2 separate regions of the Mus musculus genome follow, and region 1 is linked to region 2. The links are chromatin contacts, called in public HiChIP or PLAC-seq maps. All regions are on one chromosome and are shown on one strand. Each heading gives the region's core, a stretch centred on a gene start, on an enhancer-like site or on the middle of the called end of the contact. The rest is flanking DNA. Distances are from core to core; before and after follow the strand shown. Region 1 overlaps Abr (active BCR-related gene). Region 2 overlaps Nxn (nucleoredoxin).

Evidence for each region. HiChIP or PLAC-seq counts read pairs in DNA pulled down with a chosen protein or histone mark.
Region 1: an HNF4G HiChIP or PLAC-seq map of pancreatic cancer cells shows a contact between it and region 2. The contact joins two enhancer-like sites. A contact is called at or near these places in 2 of 115 datasets of contacts at active chromatin or transcription factors (embryonic stem cells and pancreatic cancer cells) and 3 of 9 other capture datasets (adipose tissue, liver and pancreatic islet).

The regions. Positions count from the first base shown.
Region 1 is chr11:76,418,822-76,424,130 of GRCm38.p6, forward strand. Abr (active BCR-related gene) reads right to left here. Exons shown (of 23, transcript NM_198895.2): 19 at 5,213-5,309; 20 at 4,227-4,361; 21 at 3,332-3,437; 22 at 914-1,061; 23 at 1-372. The coding sequence ends at 283. Among named protein-coding and RNA genes, the nearest start is that of Timm22, 14 kb to the left of the region's middle. Within about 2 kb of position 3,535, at least 14 of the 459 cell types and tissues checked have an H3K27ac peak or open chromatin away from gene starts, as enhancers often do. A contact at or near this core is called in pancreatic cancer cells, where this site is marked.
Region 2 is chr11:76,284,034-76,288,642 of GRCm38.p6, forward strand. The region is part of intron 1 of Nxn (nucleoredoxin); the gene reads right to left. Among named protein-coding and RNA genes, the nearest start is that of Mrm3, 43 kb to the left of the region's middle. Within about 2 kb of position 1,633, at least 81 of the 459 cell types and tissues checked have an H3K27ac peak or open chromatin away from gene starts, as enhancers often do. A contact at or near this core is called in pancreatic cancer cells, where this site is marked.

The sequences.
Region 1 (5,309 bases), core at 2,285-4,784, 140 kb after region 2:
TGCAATGACAATAATACATAAAACAATTCCTGGACAGCACGGAGCATCAGACACACTCGGGTACAGAAGATAGGAGCTGGGGTGTGGTGAGGAGGCGGGGGCTGGTCAGCTGGCTTTGTACAAGGTGGCACAAAAGATGCACATGTTCCAGTTCTTGGAAGGTGGCTTCCCTTGGACTCTGGAGTGCTAGGCTGGGGAGTTTCTGTTGCAGTCTTTCAAGTCTATGTCGGGGCCCGGCTGGAGGGCTGGCCCCTGGCCGCCCCCACAGCTGCCCACCCCAGGCTACACGTCTGTGGAGAAGTACAGTGTGTTCCGCTTCAGTTCTGCGAAGGAAATGGGGGGATGCTGCAGGTAGTAGAGGAGGACCTGGACCTGTGAGGAGACAGGGAGACTGAAGTTGGGGTCCTCGCCTTCCAGACCCTCCTCCCCTGCTATGCTGAAAAGGAATGATTGCCAGGCCACAGCCAAGAGTTAACCCACGTCACTCCCCAGACTCACTCCTGCTTCTTCCCCTTTCCCTGAAGCCCAGATCGCTTTGCTCATTTACAGCACTGGAGGGTGCTGCAGGGTCAAGGGTCAGGGAGCCACTTCCTTGTCTAAGTCAAAAGCTTTCAGCATGGGCCTGAGATGGGTGCTGAAGATGAGCCTCTTGACCCTGAAAGCAACCCTGGGGCTTTCATTCACGAGGTCAATCCCCAGCTCTCAGTCTTCTGTCCCTCTTCTGAGACTGAAGCCCTCAGGAAAGCAGCTAGCACCTGGGACAGACATTCTTCAACCATGTGTAGACTCATACATTGTTGTCTTGCCTTGAGCAGGAAGGGTGCTCTGCAGCCAAGTGCTTGGGCACCCTATATACCATTAATTCAGCTGCCTAGCAGGGGAGGTGGGGCCTCCTACACAGTGCTGGTAGTACCTGGGCCATGACATCATGGGACCAGATGTCTGCAGCTGATGTGAGATGTGCTTTGCTCTCCACTTCTGATGGTCTCAGTAACGTGGGGCCAAACACCGTGGCAAGGTTGTGAAGTGACATCTTGTTGATGGGCTCCTTCTCAGCAACCCTGAGAGAAAGGAAGGCGAACAGAGTCACTCCTCAGCGGCCACAGGAGCCCCAAGAAGCTAAAGGTACTTGTAGAAGCTCCCTCAAAGACACCAAAGCGGCAGACACCTAACCTCCCTTCCAATAGGTGGGAAAGACATTAGGCGAAGGGACTGAGGTCCCAGCTACGTCCTAGTAAACTGCTGTAACATACCCCTACTAGCTCCTAAGCTATGTGCCATGCTGATGGAAAATTGCCAAGCCTAAGGACTAACCACTACCCAATGGCATCCCTCTTGACTTAGATAAGATGGAGACAGCTCTAAGGACTCTTCCTGTAATCCTGTATGTTGTCGTCATCCCCTCTACAGAGGTGAGGGAACCAAATAAGAGGTTTAGTGATGTCCCTACAGTCACACAGCTAATAGGTGCTAGAGCTGGTTTCTGAGCGATGAGTAGTCTCCCCAGGAGCCACTCCAGAGCCCAACAGTAGTACACTTATGGGAAGTCAGCAGTGGAGAGGGCAGAGCAGAGAGGACCTGCTGCCCAGAGGCAGCTGCTAGCTGAGCCTACAGTTATCCAGGCTGTGTTGTAGCAGGAACAGTCTACACCACAGGCAAGTCTGGAGGCTGAATTCCCCATTGTCTCTGAAGAGCCTGCTCATGGGCCTGCTCTGACTCTTTCCAGATCTCCCCTTCTATTATGTAATAGACTAGGTTGATCTGTCCCCTGAGTGAAAGTGGGAACTACCATCTCTGGCTACTGTCGAGGAAGGCTCAGTATCACCAAACACACCAAGAAATTTTGGACCTCCCCCGACTCCATACTAGGAAATGTTTCTGGAGTCTCCATACACACAAACCCTGGATAGGGCCTCTCATCCTATTCTCCCACCAGGAGAGTCACAAATGTGCCTGCTGACTACTTTGGAAACAGGCAAATGTAGTGCCAGCAGACAGCTGTGCAGCTGGCTAGCCTCTACCTCGTGTACACACACACACACACACACACACACACACACACACACACACACACACACACGGGCCCAGTTCCCAGGATGGAAAACCTAATGCATTTTTTCCCTTCCCATTCCTCCTCAGCATGTCCTCTCACAATGTTCACCAAACTAGTTGGTTGGGACTTTGGTCCTGGCCAAACCAGAGGGAGGGACATTGTCTCAAGATGAGAAAAACAAGACTCCAGCGCCAGCTGTGACTAGGTCCCCACTGGCGCCCTCCAGAGCCTGGCCTGCCTGAACCACAGCCAGCACCCAGATGAGGGGATGAGCTCAGAGGCGCTGGCCCATGGTAGCAAGTGGATTTAAGGAATACCAAGTGACCTCCTTCCAACTGGTGTCTGTAATTAGTCCTGGGCTAAAAAGTAAGTGATGAGGACAGGCTGGTACTAAGTTCAGTACTAAATAGTGATGTCAGCTTAACAGCTCTGGTTTGCCCTGACCATAGGAGGGGCAAGGGAAGGTGAGAAGGGCCTTAGTTTAGGACTTGTGGGCATTAAGTACAATTTTACAGCTAAGCCAAGCAAGTCCCTGCTGGGCTTAGGGTCTCAGTTTCCCTGTTTCATAATGTATGGGCCAAGACCAGTAGGCTTCAAATTCTTAACTGACTCATAATGAACACATCAGATGATGTAACAACCCAGGACACATGGACAGGTAATGGAATAAAGCAATCTTTTTGCCTGGAGCTCACCCTTCTGCTACCCTTTCTATTTCACTTAAAAAATGCTGCACTGGGCTAGCAGGACGGCTCAGTGGCTAAAGGCCCTTACTGCCAATTCTGACACCCTGAGTCCAGCCCTCAGAAGCTACATAATAGAGTCGACTTCTACAATCTCCACATGCGAACCACACATGCATACACGCATGCACACAATAAATAAATGTAAACAGAACAAAAAGTTGTACTAACTAAATAAATGGCTGCTTTTGGGGCCCACAGATTAAACCCACCTGAGGCCCTTTGGTTCACCCCACCATTCTACGAGAGTCTCCTTATGTTTCCCAAGCTAGTTCTTGATTGTTCAAGCAATCCCCCTGCTTCAGCATCTTGACCACAGGCATGTGCTATGGTACCATGGCCAATTATTTTATACTGCAATTAGGAGCCAGTTTCCCAACAACCAATTGTGAGCTCAGGACAGGGAGAAACAAGCGCTCAGCCTGCTGCGGGTGGCCTAGCACAGGCCAGGACCCAGGAGGTGGAGCTGAGACGATCGGTCTGGTGGGACAGGACAGGAAGCTGCTCTGGGCTGGGCCCTGCCTCTCCTCCTTACCTTTTCAAGTGTTCCAGCAGGAAAAGGAAGGTGATGAGGTTGGGGTCAGGCAGGGAGCGGAGTAGGTGCATCATGCAGTTCTCCTTGGCAGCAGGGTCTGACAGGGCTGCAGGAGGAGAAAGGGCTAGGGCAGGGCCTGCCTGGAAGGCCAGAAGCCTGGACCACAGAGAGAAGGCCTGACCTGTGTGTGGCCTGTCAACAGTGGGTTTCCCTAGGATGCCCAACCATGACTCATAACGTGGCTAGAAGGTAGGCTGAGGGAGCAGCCTCTCCCTTCCCTTCTCACTGACCATTACCCCGGTTCACCCAACCCAAACTCCATGCTAGTTTAATCCACTAGTCACAAGTTATTACTAGGGGTGGGGATGTTCTCTGTCAAACAGCTCTGAAGCTGGCCTATACTGAACAGCCTCCCCTAGGCTTCACATTCTCTACAGGGTCTCAAGTCTTATCTGCCTCAGGAGAAGAAGGGAGCACTGTGCCAGGCCTGGAAGTGGCCCTTGTAGGTGGTCACAGGAGCTCCACTGGCAAGTACCTAGGCAATGAGGAGAGCCACTCCGTGGGGCTCAGAACAGCTGTCCCCAGTAAACTACAGCTTTAACCAGCTTCTTCCCTAGCTCTAGGCCCTGCCAGCTCAGGGCCTTCTTCCATAAATGCCTGTGTCTCCAGGATCAGTGTGTAAGGGGGAGTCACAAAAGGGACACATGGACAGCGGGACAGGTAAAAGGGCCCAGCCTCAGCAGGCTGCACTTCATTCTCAGGTCCTTCAGTCACAAGAACAAGACTGCTCTGGACAAGCCACTGGCAGGAATGCCTGGGGCATTTCCTCCTGCTTTTCATGTTACCAGTCTAGGAGACTCAGCCCAACCAACCCTCAAGACTGCAGAAGCCTCACCAATGCCCTCCATGAAGGCTGGATAAAGTCTATCTGTAAGGAGGGGCTCAGGCAGCTCCCGAAAGTATAGCTTGAGGGTCCCAGCGATGGCGTTGATGTCCATGTCGCTCAGCATCAGTAGGATGTCCTTGTTATCTGTACAGGAGGGGGCAAGGTCAGAGGCTACACTCACCTCCGAGACATCTCAGGGGCAGCCCTAAGTACTGTTTCCGTCCCTCATATCTGTCCCTCGAACCTCTACGCACTGCACTCCTTTACTGCCTCCCCTTAGGAAGGTAGGGTATACATGGTGCCCACAAGCTCTACCATATGTCAATGCAGATGCTATCTGTGGGCAAGGGCATCAAGGGACAGGTTAGAGTCTATCTGCTGTGACTTCTCAGAAGAAAGGAGGGACATAATGAGTTGCTCAGAGTACCAGAGTGATACCCACCCCACATAGCACACACCTAATTACGTGGTCTAGGGAGCCATATATCATCATGTTCCCAGCCCCTAGCCTACCCTCACCCTACGTGGACTCATCATGGCTGCCTGCCTAGCTCAAGCATCCTGAACGCTGGATATAATACCAGTGCCTTAGCCCGACCCAGCCTGATAGAAGAGGGGAAACTGAGGGCCAGGACCCGCCACAGAAGAGACCTGCCACATGGTAACAGGGCCCGAAGACAGCAGGGAGGAAGAAGTCTGAGCCAGCAATGTATACTATGGAGTCAAAAGGTCTCAATTTAAGTTCAGGAACAGAAACGTGCAAGTTGGGTAACCCAGAACGAGTGACCTGACCTCTCTGAATGCCATCCTCATTGTAGCAGTGGTTAAGAAACATGAGGGAGACCTAAGTGACAAGACCCAGGACATGTAACTTGTCAGGGGACTCAGAAACAGCCTCCTTCGTGCCACAACAAATTACAGGGCACTGGCCAAGGCTTCTCCCTCTCCACCAGCTGCTCAGGTACCACCCATACCCGCTGGGCCTCTCTACTCACTGGCATCAAAGACAGCCTTCAGGGCCTGGATGTCCGTGGCCACCCCTGATATCCTGTAGATGCCAACCTCCTCAATGCCCCTCTTCTCCACCTCTTC
Region 2 (4,609 bases), core at 383-2,882:
AAGCCTGCGAAGTCTCCCAGAGGCCCCTGAAAACAGGCCTCTTAACCATTTGAGGGATACAGAGGCATTCCTGCCACAGAAATGTACATATACAGAAAGTCTGTGTGTAATGGAGCTCATGAACCCTGAGGCCCACTAGTGGGCTCTGCAGGACTACAGTATGCGTGGGTCCCAGATAAAGACCCTTTGTCCCAAGAGTTCATGGTATACCAATCTTGACTTTGACTCAAAAGGAAAAGCTGTGACACCTACCACCTCTCTGTCTGTCGTTCAAAATGTCCAACATCGGCCTAGAACCTAAGACACAGCACAGGAAGGGTGGGCCAAGGTCCTGGTGCCAGCATCCAGAGTCCTTTCCAGGTTGATGAATGTCTACAGTGACCAGATCATCCTTCGTGTTAGTGGTGGTGGTAATGTCTAGATAACTCAGTGCTGTGAGCTAAGTGCACTTTTAAAAAGGCACCCCCAGCAGCAGTAGTGGTGCACATCTTCTACATTCAGGATGTAGAAGCAGGTGGATCTGTGAGTTAGAGTCCAGCCTTTGTCTACACAGAGTTCTAGGACAGCCAGGGCTACATAGAGAGACCCTGTCTCCAAATCCACCCCGCCCCCAAAGTGAGCTCTTATTCTTCTCAGTATTACAGTGAGATTTCAGGGCTGGGGGTACTGAGGACTGAACTGAAGACCCCATGTATTCCAGGCGAGCGCTCTCTACCACTGAACCCCAACCCCCACATCTAATCATTAGCATGCCATCATCATCTAAGAGATTCATCTGGGAAGAAACACATCAGCATGGAAAGAAAACAGGTCACCAAGTGGCCGGGCTGTCATCTTGGCCCTGAACCTGACTAGACTTCCGTGGACAGGTCACTCGGAGCACATAATACCCACTGCAGGGTGTTTCGGCCCAAGGAAGGCATCACATGTGGAAACACTTGGGTTTTCAAAGCCACGTCCACGCGGGACGCTTCACTAATGCTGGGACCCCGTTTATGATTACATCCCCTTGTCTTGTCAGCGCCCGCTTCAAAGACCCTTTCCGTGTCAGCTTTGTTTTACAGTTAATCAATCAGCTTCACAGTTAGCAAGCTGTAAATGAGATGACTTACGGAAGGGGGTTCCTTCTGGACGCAGTTACTTTGTTATAGGCATCTTATGCAACACTAGACATTTGGAAGCCCTGTTTTATGTCGCCTGTTTGCGGTTGCCTCGTAACTCCTTACCCTTACTTTCGGATCTTCTGATTGTGTGTGTGTGTGTGTGTGTGTATATGTGTGTGTGTGTGTGTGTGTGTGTATGTATGTATATATGTATATACGTATGTATATATATTTGCACACAATGTTTTTAAAACTCATATATATACACATATACACATACATACATATATATATATTTTTTTAAACAGTGGTATTATAAGCTGGGACTACAGGCCTGTGGCGTGTGTCCTCACACCCTGCTGTAATGCTTTTCTGCTTTTGCCTCTGTGGGTTTTGCTAAGAGAACCCTGACACCACATCTGACTCTGGAAGGAATTCCTCCTTGGTTTCCTGCCTCTGGCTGAATGACTAAAAGCTCGGAAACTCAGCACAGCCAGCCTCAGGCGGGCGTGGGAGGGAGGTGCTGCTGAGTCAGGCCCTTCCCATCCAGCTGCCTTTGAACCCCAAGCCTGGATGGAGGGTGAGAGCTCATAGTCCACTGGATTCGGGAGATTTTTCTTGAAATGGTCAATGGCAAAAGTTAGCGTTTTAATCTTGTAAGGTGCTGCTGGGGTCAAACCTGGGCTTTGATGTGCCAGGCACCAGTGCCCCTGAACTACATCCCAGTGCAGCCTATGCATTTTTAAAAAGGGTCACATACACAGCCACTGCTGCGGTTGGAAAGTGCAAAGGTCTTTCATGCCCACATCTGCCCTCTCTCCAGTGACCATCCTGGCAAAGAGCCACCCAAGGTTAATTCTGTCAGCACCTGTCACTCACAGGACCTCTGTCTTCCAGCTTCCTAAAGGCCAGGTGACTGCAATAGAGTGTCACAGCAGACCCCTAACACTCAGAGATCTAAATGTTAAAATATGAATGATTAGGACTGGGGAGAGGCTCACTAGGTAAACAGTGCTTACTGTGATGGGATTCCCCCAGCACCAGCTGGAGTAGATGCAGCTATAGTTTCAACATGGCGGGGCCACAGAGGATCACTGGGTCTCAATGGCCAGCATAGTCAAAACAAAACAAAACAAAAACCAAAAAACAGCAGGACATCTTATGTCCTTTTCTGTTCTACCTACATACCTACCCACCTGCCTGCATGCATGCATGCACATACATGTACACACACATATGTGTGCATGAGTAGTCATATAGGGGCCCATGCAACCCCTCTCCTCTCACGAATATATACACCACCTGTAGACTTGATCTTTACCCACCCACAAATAAACAAATATTGATGGTTTGACAAAGTTAGAAGCAAGGCAAATTAGGAAAGAAACAAAGAGGCAACATTAGCTCAACTTGGCAGAAATCACAAGGGATGACTAAACAGGCTATCCGGTTTCTAGAAAATTCCTGCCATGGGCCTGATGGCAGGTTCTGATTCCATGGTTGCGGTTGGAACTATCAACCCAGAGATGTTGGCCAGAAAACCTCTGATAGTGAGCCATGAGGCAACGCTATCACAGGGGGCAGGCCTGGAACTTGTGAGCTATACGGATGCAGACAGCAGAGACTATCTAAACCACTCACTCCATCAGCCAGCACCACAGACGATGCTGGGAAACACAATGTGGTGATTTCTGAGAAAGCTCAGCTCCTGAGTGTGACCCCCCCCCCCCCCCAGAGCTACTCCCAGGCTAAGAACTGCCCCTGCCTGCGATTGACAAAGGGGCTAAGCTTTTATTTCTCAACAGCTGCTGCAAATCTGTGGGATGAAGCCAAAGCTGACCCAGATGTAGGATGAATCAGCAAACTACGTGGTCAGGTCAGCCAGAGCCTTCTCAGCCAAACGCCCCCTGCCCTTCCACCCAGTGCTGACTATAGTTACAAACCACCTTTTCTGTGCGAGGCGCTCAAAAACACACCCTTGAGTGGGTCCCACCTTCCTAAACTAACACAGCCCACACCGTTGCAGAGAGCCAGAGGTAAAACTCCCCTTCCCCCACCTCCCAACATACCTTACAGGATCTCGGGCTAGACTGCCTGTGTCAGCCACTCAGTGACCTCAAGCAAGAGAGAGCTAACCTTTTCCTGAGCTCCTCCATCTGTAAAATGGGGTAACAGGTCCTACAGTCATGGACTGGTGAAGAAAAGATGAGTTGCTCCCAGTGCTTAGACTAAGGCCTGACCCAGGTGAGCGGATGTGCAATAGACCAGTCTCAGTGTTGTCACGCCAGCTCCACCCCCACCTTCCAGCTGCTCCTGGAGGCTTTGTTCTAGTCCCAGAGGTCACCCCAGACGTTTGATCCCCTTGCTCGACTTCCAGGATGTGATCTAGATTGAGGTGGAGCTGCTGGCCAAGGGCAGTGCTCAGTGTGTCGCGTATTCCGTGAAAGCTGCGTGAACTGACTGATGGGGGAATGGAATGTGGGGATGGAGGTCAGTTAGACCGGGGACCTGACTAAGCAATCAAGTCAGGCTCTTTAACACATAAATGATCTGCTTCGAATGCCAGTGTGATCGGGGCTCTTCTCCCTTTCTCTAATAATGCCCTGCCCCCTTCTCATCCCTCCTTTTACTGGAGTCAGCACAGAGAACAAAGTAGCGCGTGGGTTGGGTCAAGATGGTCAGATCCATCACTAGCTTATGAGAATGCAGCAGCCTCCCACCATGCAATTACAACACAGGATTTGGAGGCGGGGGTGGGGGTGGGGTCAGGGTCACATCCAAGCTGATCAAGAACTCTCTATGTAACCCAGGCTAGCTTTGAGTTTGAGATCTTCCTGTTCCTGTCCTAGTCTTCTAGTCTTCTGAGTATATAATAGGACTCTGTGGGGCTTAGACCATATGCACACATACCCCATAAAGCTGATGGTGCCGCCTGCCAGAGAAACAAGCAAAGGAGACAAAGAGAAGACGGGCTTAATTGACTATGCCAGGGCTCTGCATGCTAAATAAACCTCCTACACGTGCCCACCTCCACTGTAAGAGGGGTGTAGGGAGTTACCAGAACTGCATACATGGGTGATTTGGTCCTCGTCAGTGAGATCTTTAGTCCGAGCCCAGTTTGTGGGAGGGTGGTGTGGAACAGTAAAATGGTCTGGCCTGGGTCTGCCCAGACTTTGACCCTGTGGTACATTAAGTGGGTGATCTTTGCATCTGTCACATCATCTTTCAGAGCCTCAGTTTCCTCAGGAGAAAAATGGAATTATAATATTGCTTCACACCACACTGTGAGGATTATTAATGTTTTATACTATGGCTTTGTGCACAAGGCTCTGGGTTCTATCCCCAGCACCACCACAAAAACAAACAAACAAAAAACACTGCTAGTTCTTCTGGACCAACAATGATGTCACCTCTGACCTTGGCCTAGCACCTCTGTCAGCTGCAGGTTCCTTGTCCTGGTGGGGAGGGAAGGAAGGACATTACCTCTTGGGCCTTGTATATATCTA